2 separate regions of the Mus musculus genome follow, and region 2 is linked to region 1. A link is a contact called in public HiChIP or PLAC-seq data. All regions are on one chromosome and are shown on one strand. The core of a region is the stretch at or near the end of the contact, and the rest is flanking DNA. Distances in the headings are between cores, read along the strand shown.

The links. HiChIP or PLAC-seq counts read pairs in DNA pulled down with a chosen protein or histone mark.
Region 2: an H3K27ac HiChIP or PLAC-seq map of T-cell acute lymphoblastic leukemia shows a contact between it and region 1, with 4 times the contacts expected there. The contact joins two enhancer-like sites. A contact is called at or near these places in 5 of 484 Hi-C or Micro-C datasets (Th2 cells, centroblasts, cerebellum and 1 more) and 1 of 115 datasets of contacts at active chromatin or transcription factors (T-cell acute lymphoblastic leukemia).

Annotation. Positions count from the first base shown.
Region 1 is chr9:86,306,418-86,310,991 of GRCm38.p6, reverse strand. Ube2cbp (ubiquitin-conjugating enzyme E2C binding protein) reads left to right here. Exons shown (of 10, transcript NM_027394.2): 10 at 3,116-3,758. The coding sequence ends at 3,136. Among named protein-coding and RNA genes, the nearest start is that of Ube2cbp, 160 kb to the left of the region's middle. Within about 2 kb of position 2,186, at least 3 of the 459 cell types and tissues checked have an H3K27ac peak or open chromatin away from gene starts, as enhancers often do. A contact at or near this core is called in T-cell acute lymphoblastic leukemia, where this site is marked.
Region 2 is chr9:86,440,664-86,445,237 of GRCm38.p6, reverse strand. Ube2cbp (ubiquitin-conjugating enzyme E2C binding protein) reads left to right here. Exons shown (of 10, transcript NM_027394.2): 4 at 4,484-4,574. Among named protein-coding and RNA genes, the nearest start is that of Ube2cbp, 22 kb to the left of the region's middle. Within about 2 kb of position 2,752, at least 6 of the 459 cell types and tissues checked have an H3K27ac peak or open chromatin away from gene starts, as enhancers often do. A contact at or near this core is called in T-cell acute lymphoblastic leukemia, where this site is marked.

The DNA.
Region 1 (4,574 bases), core at 937-3,436:
GGTTTTGTTTAACATATCCCAAAGCACTTAGATAGCTTTTTAAAATGAAAATTCTGTCTCGTGTGGTTTGCTTTGACAACATATCTTCTTATTGATTGAGATCTCTGTCAACAATATAGATTTCTTGACTAAGATTAAAAAATGTTTTTAAGTGTTGAACATGGTGCTTATATGTATCTGAAGCAGTATTGACTTAACCCTTGGTTCACCACTCCATCCGTCTAGTTCTGTTTATTGTCATTTAAGACGGCTGTTTTCAGATGACCCAAAGCAGGAACATCCATCCTCTTTAGATCTCTTGGCTCAGGTTCTTTCCTCTCCAAGTGTTCATATTTGTGTGCACAGAACAGAGTCACATCTTATGGTCACAGGAAAGAGTCCGCTCTCCCGATGTCTCAAGTCACTGTTTACGCTTTGTGAGTGTACATTCCAGAAAGGCAAGACCCAGCAACATAGCCTAGAGGTTCAGCTGTAGGCATGTGTTCTAAAAGCTTTGGAACAGGATTTTCTCAGCATTGTACAAGCAAAAAAAAAAAAAAAAGAAAGAAAAGAAAAGAAAAAAAGAAACAAAACAAACCCCAACCAACAACTTTCTTAAAACAAATTGGAAACAGATTTTCCTGTCACAGATAAAAGCTAGAGAATACAAAATCAGCTTTTGAAATAGTTAACTCACAGTGATTTAAATAAATAAATAAATACCACAATGCATTATGTAATACCTGCTCCCAAGGTTGGGTATGTATTTTTGTTAGTGAAACTTAAAAAGTACATAATGTATACTTGGTAGGGAAAGCTAACAAAACTAGAGAGAGATAAAAAAAAAACCTCTTTAGGTCAAAATTTCAGATTTTCCTTACTTGGTGGTGTGGGGGTGGGGTTGGGGGCTTTGCATTATTTGGTCAGTTTAAGTTCTCATTCTCCATGTTAGAAGCATGGGAAACCAAAGCTATTTGTTGATGTCCAGGCAATAGTGAAGATTCAAGGATCCTGTGCCTCTGGCTTTTTCTCATTTATCTGCAAGGTTACTGTGAGAAAGTGGGGTTTCATCCATTTCCCTCTGGGTCCACCATGGACACTTGTCAGGCCTTGTGTGCTCAGTAAGCCATTTATTTTTCTGCATTAGTTTTCTTGTTGGTAAGCCAGTGTCTCAAATGCTGCTCTGCCTTAATCCCAAGGCTGTGCCCAGGGCAAGTAGAGTCATAATTAGCTTACTACACTTCAAAATGCTTTACAGGTTTCAGGTGGGCCTTTTACAATTCCCATCTTGCAGGTGGGGAAAGATGGAAAGATGTTAACCCGTCTATGAAAGGTCACAGAACTAGTCCATGAGAGATCTGGTCTAGCAAACAGATCCTGTAATTACAGCGTTTCTCTTCACTGCACATTTGGGGGTCTTGGGAGAAGCTGCCCTGTGATTTTAGGATGCTCTGCAACATCCCTGCCTCTCCCTGTTAGATGTCAGTCACCACACCCTCACAGTTGTTGACAACCAGACTTCAGAGCTAAATTTCCTAACCATTTTCACTATGGCATGGATTGGAGTTAGATGCTCCCTTAACTATTCAGTGCCACAGTAATTTGCAGAATTAAAAGCAGTAACTGATTTTGTCTCTATAAGGTAGTGTGTTTTCCCAGCAGACTGTTTGCATAGAAGCAGAACACCACCGCCCTCAATAGACTCTGTGTTAATACTCAAGACCTGTAGTCTCCTGTCCAGTCTAATTCTAAACCATTCCTCCATCCCTAATGGGACATAGACATGTCTCCCTTAACACCCTGACCCATCTGGTAAGGGTGGAGAAATGGGAGATGGGGGGAAAAAATCATGTGGATTTATATAGCATATTATCTCTTCATAACCATTATATTTTTTATTATTTATTCACATATTTTGAGACAGCTCCTTACTGTGTAGCCCAAGGCTAGCTTCCACACACAATAGGGCCAAGCTTGGTGTGTCCTGGCCTAAAACACATTTCCCCCACCCTCACTCGGCCTATTATCTCACTTGATCTTCACAGAAAGCCCTGGAGGTTTATAAGCTGTAATTGTCCCATGGTTAGATGATGTTTAGAAACTGTGTAACCCTTCTTCCTTTTTTGTTCCCTCAACTTCGGTGCTCTCATTGCAAAACTTGATGTAGGAGCTCAGCAGGAAGTTGATGTGGAAACTCAGCAGGTGCATTCCTTGCTGCACCACATGAAGAGTAACATCCTCTGAAGCCCTCTCCATAAAGCTCGTGCCTCCTGCACCGAAATGTTCTGCCTTTTTTCTTTCCTTGTAATGGGGATCATTAACTACCTGCCTGCCCCTTTTGCTGCAGCTGGGGCTTAGGCACCAACTTCCTTGATACTTCTCTAAGAATGGAATGAATTTACTTCTGGGTGGCCTTGTACAAGCTTCCCAAACCCACCACTCTCGTCAGCATTATCTCTGCATTGCCCTCTCTTTCTGGCTTTACTGTCACCTCAGGACTAAAACTCCATAAACATTTGTAGTTAGCTATCATTTTTTTTTTTTTTTTTTTTGTTATCAGAACTTTTGGGAAGTTACAAGCATTTGTTTGAGCTAAACCTTGTTGATAGTTCGAAATGTTTTGCACAAATGCCTGTATGAATTAAGTTTTCCTTTTTTGTTTTTTTGTTTTTTTTAAACACTAGGTTAAGATGAATTACTGCTAGCAAACACAACAAGTATAATTGCATGTGATTAAAATTATCAGCATGGCCTGAAGAGAAGAAGGGGTACTTACCAACGGTGTTAAGGCCAGAAAATTGCCTAGTAATCTTTTAGACTCAGAATTCTGCTAACAGAATGTCTAAAAAGAGTAGTTTGGACAAATGGAAGCATGAACTAGATTACGTCATGGATATCTAGCTTTACTGTCAATTAAAACGTTTTAAAAAATGGATATGAATCATTCTAATTACTTGATGGTTCATTTAAAAAAGACTGATTGGTTCTTGCTATAAAGTGCAATGTCTGCCTCGCCCGAGTGAATTCTTCTGAGGTTGGTCTGTGTCCTGTTGACCAGATTTGGCCCCATCCCGCTCAGATCTGACATGCAGCTTTCCGTTCCATCATTAAAGCACTGTGGATTTTTTTTTTCCAGGTGGCCTTTTTGAAGATGTAACTGTTGAAGCTGCGGCTTTCTGGTCTACCAGCGGACAGCTCTCCAGCTCGGAACCCAGCCCAAGCCAGCAGTTTGCTCTGTGAGCACAACCTGCTGGGGTGAACAAGAACTAAGCTGCAGAATGGGGACTGTGCTGAAATTTCCAGTTTTTCTTGTTTGCATTTCTTCTCTAAGAGTTGACTTTAGGTCCCTGCAAACTCAAGGCTATAAGGAAAGTTGTAGTAGCAGGTTAAGTATAGAAGTTGCACCTCTACTTCCCACAGAGAGGAATATTCAAATCTGTGCTGTGTCAGCACCACCTGGAAGCATATTAGCTAATGGAAGCCCATCTGTCCTGTGTGAACGCAGCGAGGAACTTCACTGGGGAGCTGAATGTTAACCACTCTAAATCCTGGGAAATAAACTTTTAAAGGGCTCCGGGTTTGTTTAAAACACATCTTTAAAAACTAAAATGTACAAGTTTTCATATCTTATTCAAAGAAGATGCTTGTTGGTGTTTGTTGAATGAGTGAGTATCCAATTAAAGTTTTCCTGAGGGTGTAAAACTGCATGTGTTCTTTTGTTCTTTATTTCCTTCACCACATGCTACTGCAAATTAATAAATGTACAACGCTGGTGTCTTAATATAGAATTATCTCGATTCTTATGTGCCCAAACAAGAAAGCATCGAGAATGGCAAGAGCTGAGCCCAATCCTGCCATTCCTGGGCCAGCTCCTAACTTTAGGAAGAAGGCTTGAGTATCATACAGCTCGGTTCAAGGGCAGGGACTAAAGTTGGGGCCGTAGCCAGGCTGACTGATCTCCCTTGCTGGGAAATCCATCCACACTCTTCTCTCCCTACTACCACATTCAGAAGGACAGGCATCTGCAGTCATCTCTGCTGTGGATCTCACATGGTGGTGTTGATCCTAGGTTGTGAGCCACCTAATAATACCTCTTAATTCCAAACAACTAAGTTTTCTGTTCCCTCATTTTCTGACACTCTTAGTTGTAAGGATCACTTGGCGTCCTCTTCCTTGGAGTTTACCCAGCAGAGCGGTGGGATTAGGTATTAGAGCAGCATTTGCTGTCCTGCCTTTGGAGCCAGTGGACTGACATCTGCTGCATCCTGCAGTGTCACTTTATTAAACACAGTTTGAAACACTGATGTTCTTGGTGTTGTGTCCAGGACTCCAGCCACAGAGAATTAGTTTGGCTTCACTTAAGCTGCTAGGCTTCCAACACCATGCTGACTTTTCATGCTTTTAATTTCTGGCAGTAGAGAACAAGAATTTGTGACCTCAGTACTTTGTCCATGGATGACTCTTTACTGTGGGAGAATGCCCTGTACCTATATATGTTCTGCAGCCTTTCTGACCACTGCCTACAGGAGCAGCAAGTATGGTGTCCTCTCTGTTCCCAACTCTGCTCTCCAAACTGTCTCCACGTGGCTGACAGA
Region 2 (4,574 bases), core at 1,503-4,002, 130 kb before region 1:
TGAGAGTTCCATTAGCTTGAAAGTCCTGATAGATGAAATTCCAGAGGCTGTGCTTTGGGCTCGTGTGATTCTTAAGTATCCTAGTTCAAGGCTAACACATGCTCTGTTCTTTCCTTTTGAATGAGGAAGATCCCTTTTTTTTTTTCAAGGAAAGTGCATAAGGTAGGAAGGCATTGAGTTGGAAAGACTCGTTAATGGCTTAATTCTTAGCACCAGGGTAACTGAACTCTGAGAAGGATGATAGCCAGTCTCATCATTCAGGGCCTCATGCTCTCAGCCAGTTTGTTTTGGCTGCCTAATAATTGATGACACCTTTTTTATTTTTTTTTTAACAAGACAGTTCCTCAATTCATAATTCCTTTAGTCCAAGTCTTCCTACAAAATTTGTCTGGATATGTGCATTTTTTAATTATATTCTTGTTGAGACCAAACAGTTCATCCTATCAGGCAGCAACTGTTACATTTTTCTTTTTTCTTTTTTTTTTTTTTGTAAATAGTCTAACAAATAGCCAGAGGTCATTGTGTTTGGATTTCGTTAGACCTCCTAGAAATAGATTTATGTCAGACTAGAATGACATCGGCAGCCAACAGATTTTCCACCCACACTGTCGATGGCATTGTCCTGAGGTCCGTGGACCAGGGCCTCCTGTCGCCCACACTGGTGAGGCTTGGTGTGAGCCCCAAGCTCATGGAGCCACACTGAACTCTAGGAGAAGAGTGAGATGGACTTTGTGGAAACAGATGTCACAGCGTCCAGTGCTTGCGGGAGTCACTTGGCAGATCAGCTCTAATTGTAGCTGAAAATAGTCTTGTGCATATAATCACTTGTTCATAACAGGAACAAATAGATTTAAAAAATAGAGTCAACTGTAGTTACACCATGGAGCACCTGCTTTGCATGTCCAACTCATGTGCAATCCCCGTCATCCTGCCCCCCTCCCCCCAAACAACATGTTTTGTAAACTGGCCTATTGGTAACATTATATAAACTTAGGAGTATGATTATATATTACAGATTAATCATGGTATATACAGGCAAAGATTAGAATGTAAAGCTAGTTTTATAAAGCTGGGTAATGTTACCTAAATTTACTTAAATTCTGGTAGCCGTATTTTGAGCTTTAATGTTTGATATTTTTCTGGAGGTCTTTAATACTCAGTTGGTTATCATCCAATCTGTAAAAACCACTATGGTATTGCTACTGATGAGAAACTGACTTCAAGGTTAAGGGACATTTCTTTCCACACAATGTTTAAGTGTCAAAACTTCATCAGTTGCTTTTGTTAAAGTTATATGTCACATGTCATTATTTTCCAAAAATTTATGTTTCAAGTGCATCAAAAATAAGTAGCAAACTTTAGTTTATTGTAAATGTGTATTGTTTCTCACAGAAGTTTAGGTGTTAGAGGAAAACATAAATTACTGTTTCTCTTCCTTTCTTTCTAGCAGAGTTTTGCTAAGCTACCTTAAATTAGAAATAATAATAATAATAGAAATAATTAATAAAAATAATAATGGTGTGTGTTTTATTTTGACCACTTCTTGGAAAGTAGATGATAGCAAAATACACTTTTTAGTGTTTTTTTTTTTTTTTCAGTAGATATATTTTCAGTAGAGCTGTGATTTAAACACATCTTTTGTTTTGGAAGGTTTCACGCCTCCCCCTAAAGCATCAGAAAACTCTTTTCCTCCTGTAAAACCCTTTTACTTTTGCACTGAGCTGTGCGTTACCTACTCCTTTCTGATGCCTTCTGTGCATGCTTAAAGGATCCATTGCAGTCGTTACTCATTGTCAGGTGGCGTCAAGTTTACTTGGAGATCTCCTGTTTTGTGTTACTGTGTGTCAACCCTCTTGGGTCTTGCTTCACTTTCATTTCTCCGATCATGCATGGTTCTGAGGTTCTGTATGGGCCCTGCAGGCACAATGTCAGGAGATGGAGAATGTTAGTGGAGAAGATCCAGGAACCTGTGTATGGCCTAACTCCTGCTCTTAGCGACCTTCTTAAAACACTGGAGTGCTCCTACCTATCCTTAGGACCAAGCCCTATCCTTTCCAAGCCAGTAACTCCTCACAGAAGGTGTGGCCATTTAACCCCTGAGCCTTTACTACTGCCCTGTGTTGCTAGGGAGGTAAAGGTATTCCAAGGGAAAGAGTGGTTTTAGAGCCAGAAAGCCCTGGGTAAAAACCCTTGCTTCAGTCTTCGCCTCAAATTCTGTTGGACTTGTGAAAATCTTTTCATACTCTGAAGCCCCATTTCCCTCCTCTGTGACAAGAGCCTTGTTGTTTTTATCTCACAAAGCGTCTTGAGCATTCACTATGGTAAGGTGTGTGCAATGCCACCACGGGTCTTATTCAGTGCTTCTACACATGCACATTCTCAAGATTACTATAGGATACATAGGTTGCTGGCTGGCTGGGCAGCTCAAGAATTCCTCTCTTGCGTGGGCTCTGCTGCAGTCCACGCGAGTAATTGTTCACATTCTCATTGGGGGACCCTTGTCTCCTTGTACGATATTGTTCCAGGTACAGAGTACAAGATCCATGGCAGGTAGTTGCTGCTTTGGCTGAGAAGTATCTCCTACCCTAATCAGACAGTGTTTCATCACAATCCTTTAGTTGTGGCTTTTAAGGTTTTACCAGGGTGACAGCATTCAGGGAAGTTCCAAGCATGCATCCTTACCAGCTGTGTGCAGCTCATTCATAGGTCTTCCTGGTAAGATGCGATTTCCCAATCATGGATTTTTTTTTTTTCTGTAAGCAGTGTTGCCTAGCAATACATGTGATGCCTAGGATCATACCTGGTTTCCAGGGTAACGAAGCTTGGCGGTTGTTCCAAAGGTCAGGTACTCTGGCAGCAAGGGAAAAGGTTTGTTAATTCTTGTACCCAGGATGCAGCAGATCCATCCAGGAGCCTCACATGTCAGACTTACTAAGATTTACTACTCCAGGAAATACTTAAGAAGTGTGTCAAACAGCGGGAATACAGCACAAAGATAAAGAGTAGTGCCTGCCTTGATGTTGTTTCTTCCAGTGCCCTAAATTCCTTTCATTGCCCGTGGAACCCCAGGTTTATTATCTTTCAAAGGCCAACTCAGATGTTGCCTGTTCTCTAAAGTTGATTAAACGGGAGTATGGCTTTGGTCCTCTCTGTCTATCCACCCTGTAGTCATGGGCTGGTTTGGGAGTACTCTGAATCCCTTAAAAATAAAGTGTAGATCCTGTGTTGCCGTGGGAATGCATGGTTGAGAAGGGAGCGGTTGCTTTTTCCACATTTTCAATGGGATCTGTACTCTCTCCCTCCCCCTCATTACTTTATTATGAGCTTTCTTACGCATGCCTTCGCTTGCTGAATGTCGTCTATACTTTCTACTGGAGTGCCTTCACAAGAAAGAGACTGTATGTATGTGCTTGGGTGTCAGATACCAGGCCAGCATATTACCCGTCCCATAGCGAGCTCTCAGAAATGTGTGCCGATTGAATCACCTGTAGCACCCGCCTAGGCTCTGCAGTCGGAATGATGCCGGGGTGTCCCATTTCAGTTAGCATTCCTTTGCCCAGTTTTGTCCCGTAGAGTTTCAAATTAAATGGCCTAAGTCTTCTAATCTGCCATTGCCGTTTTTTAATACTCATAGATGATTGGGAGAATCTAAGAAAAATGGCTAATATGGCGGGAGGGGGAAATAATTAAAAAAATTGGGCTAATGGAAATGATACACTCATATATTAAATATTTTAACTCTGGTCTTCTAAATATATATTAATTTATTTGTATTTTTCTAGTGAGAGAAACAGTAGGTGTGACCTTAAACAAAATTTCAACTTTACCATCACCAGCTGATAACCTTTGTTATCAAGTTATCATTTCGAGGCTAGCCTGGTCTACAGAGTGAGTTTCAGGACAGTCTGAGCTACACAGAGAAACCCTGTCTCAAAAAACAAAAAAAAAACAAAAACAACAAAAAAAAGTTATCAAACACATGCAATTTCTGTGTGTGTCTTCTTGGGGCACAGGTCTGCCATGTGTGTATGTAATAACTGTGGGTGTCTTCTCAGGGCACAGGCCTGTCATGTGTGTATGCAGTATCTATGTGTGTCTTCTCAGGGAACATGTCTCCCAGGCATGCATGCAGTGTCAGACTATGTCTTGTCAGGGTACAGAGACCAGCCATACCTGCATGCAGTGACTCAGGGCATAGGCCCTTCATGTGTCCATGCAGTGTTCATGAAGAGGATGGTTACTAAGTCTCTGTCACATTAGAGTGGCTGATTTTCGAGTAGGGAGCAAAGGGAGACTTCTCTGCCTGTTTATATTTTGTAAAACATTGTCTATATGAGGCATATATTACTTTCATAATTGGGGGAAATTGACATTGCAAGCATGTGGCTAATGAGCTTCCTTCATCTTTCATGCTGATTTAATTAAGAAAATGTTGCCTTTTGTATAGTGAAATAAAAAGATGCTGTTTTCTTCTTTCCACTAGGAAACTCCTCAGGGTGCTCCCCCTGCCCAGTGAGAACTGGAGCGCTCTGGTCGGAGAGTGGTGCTGCCATCCCGACCCCTTTGCTAATAGG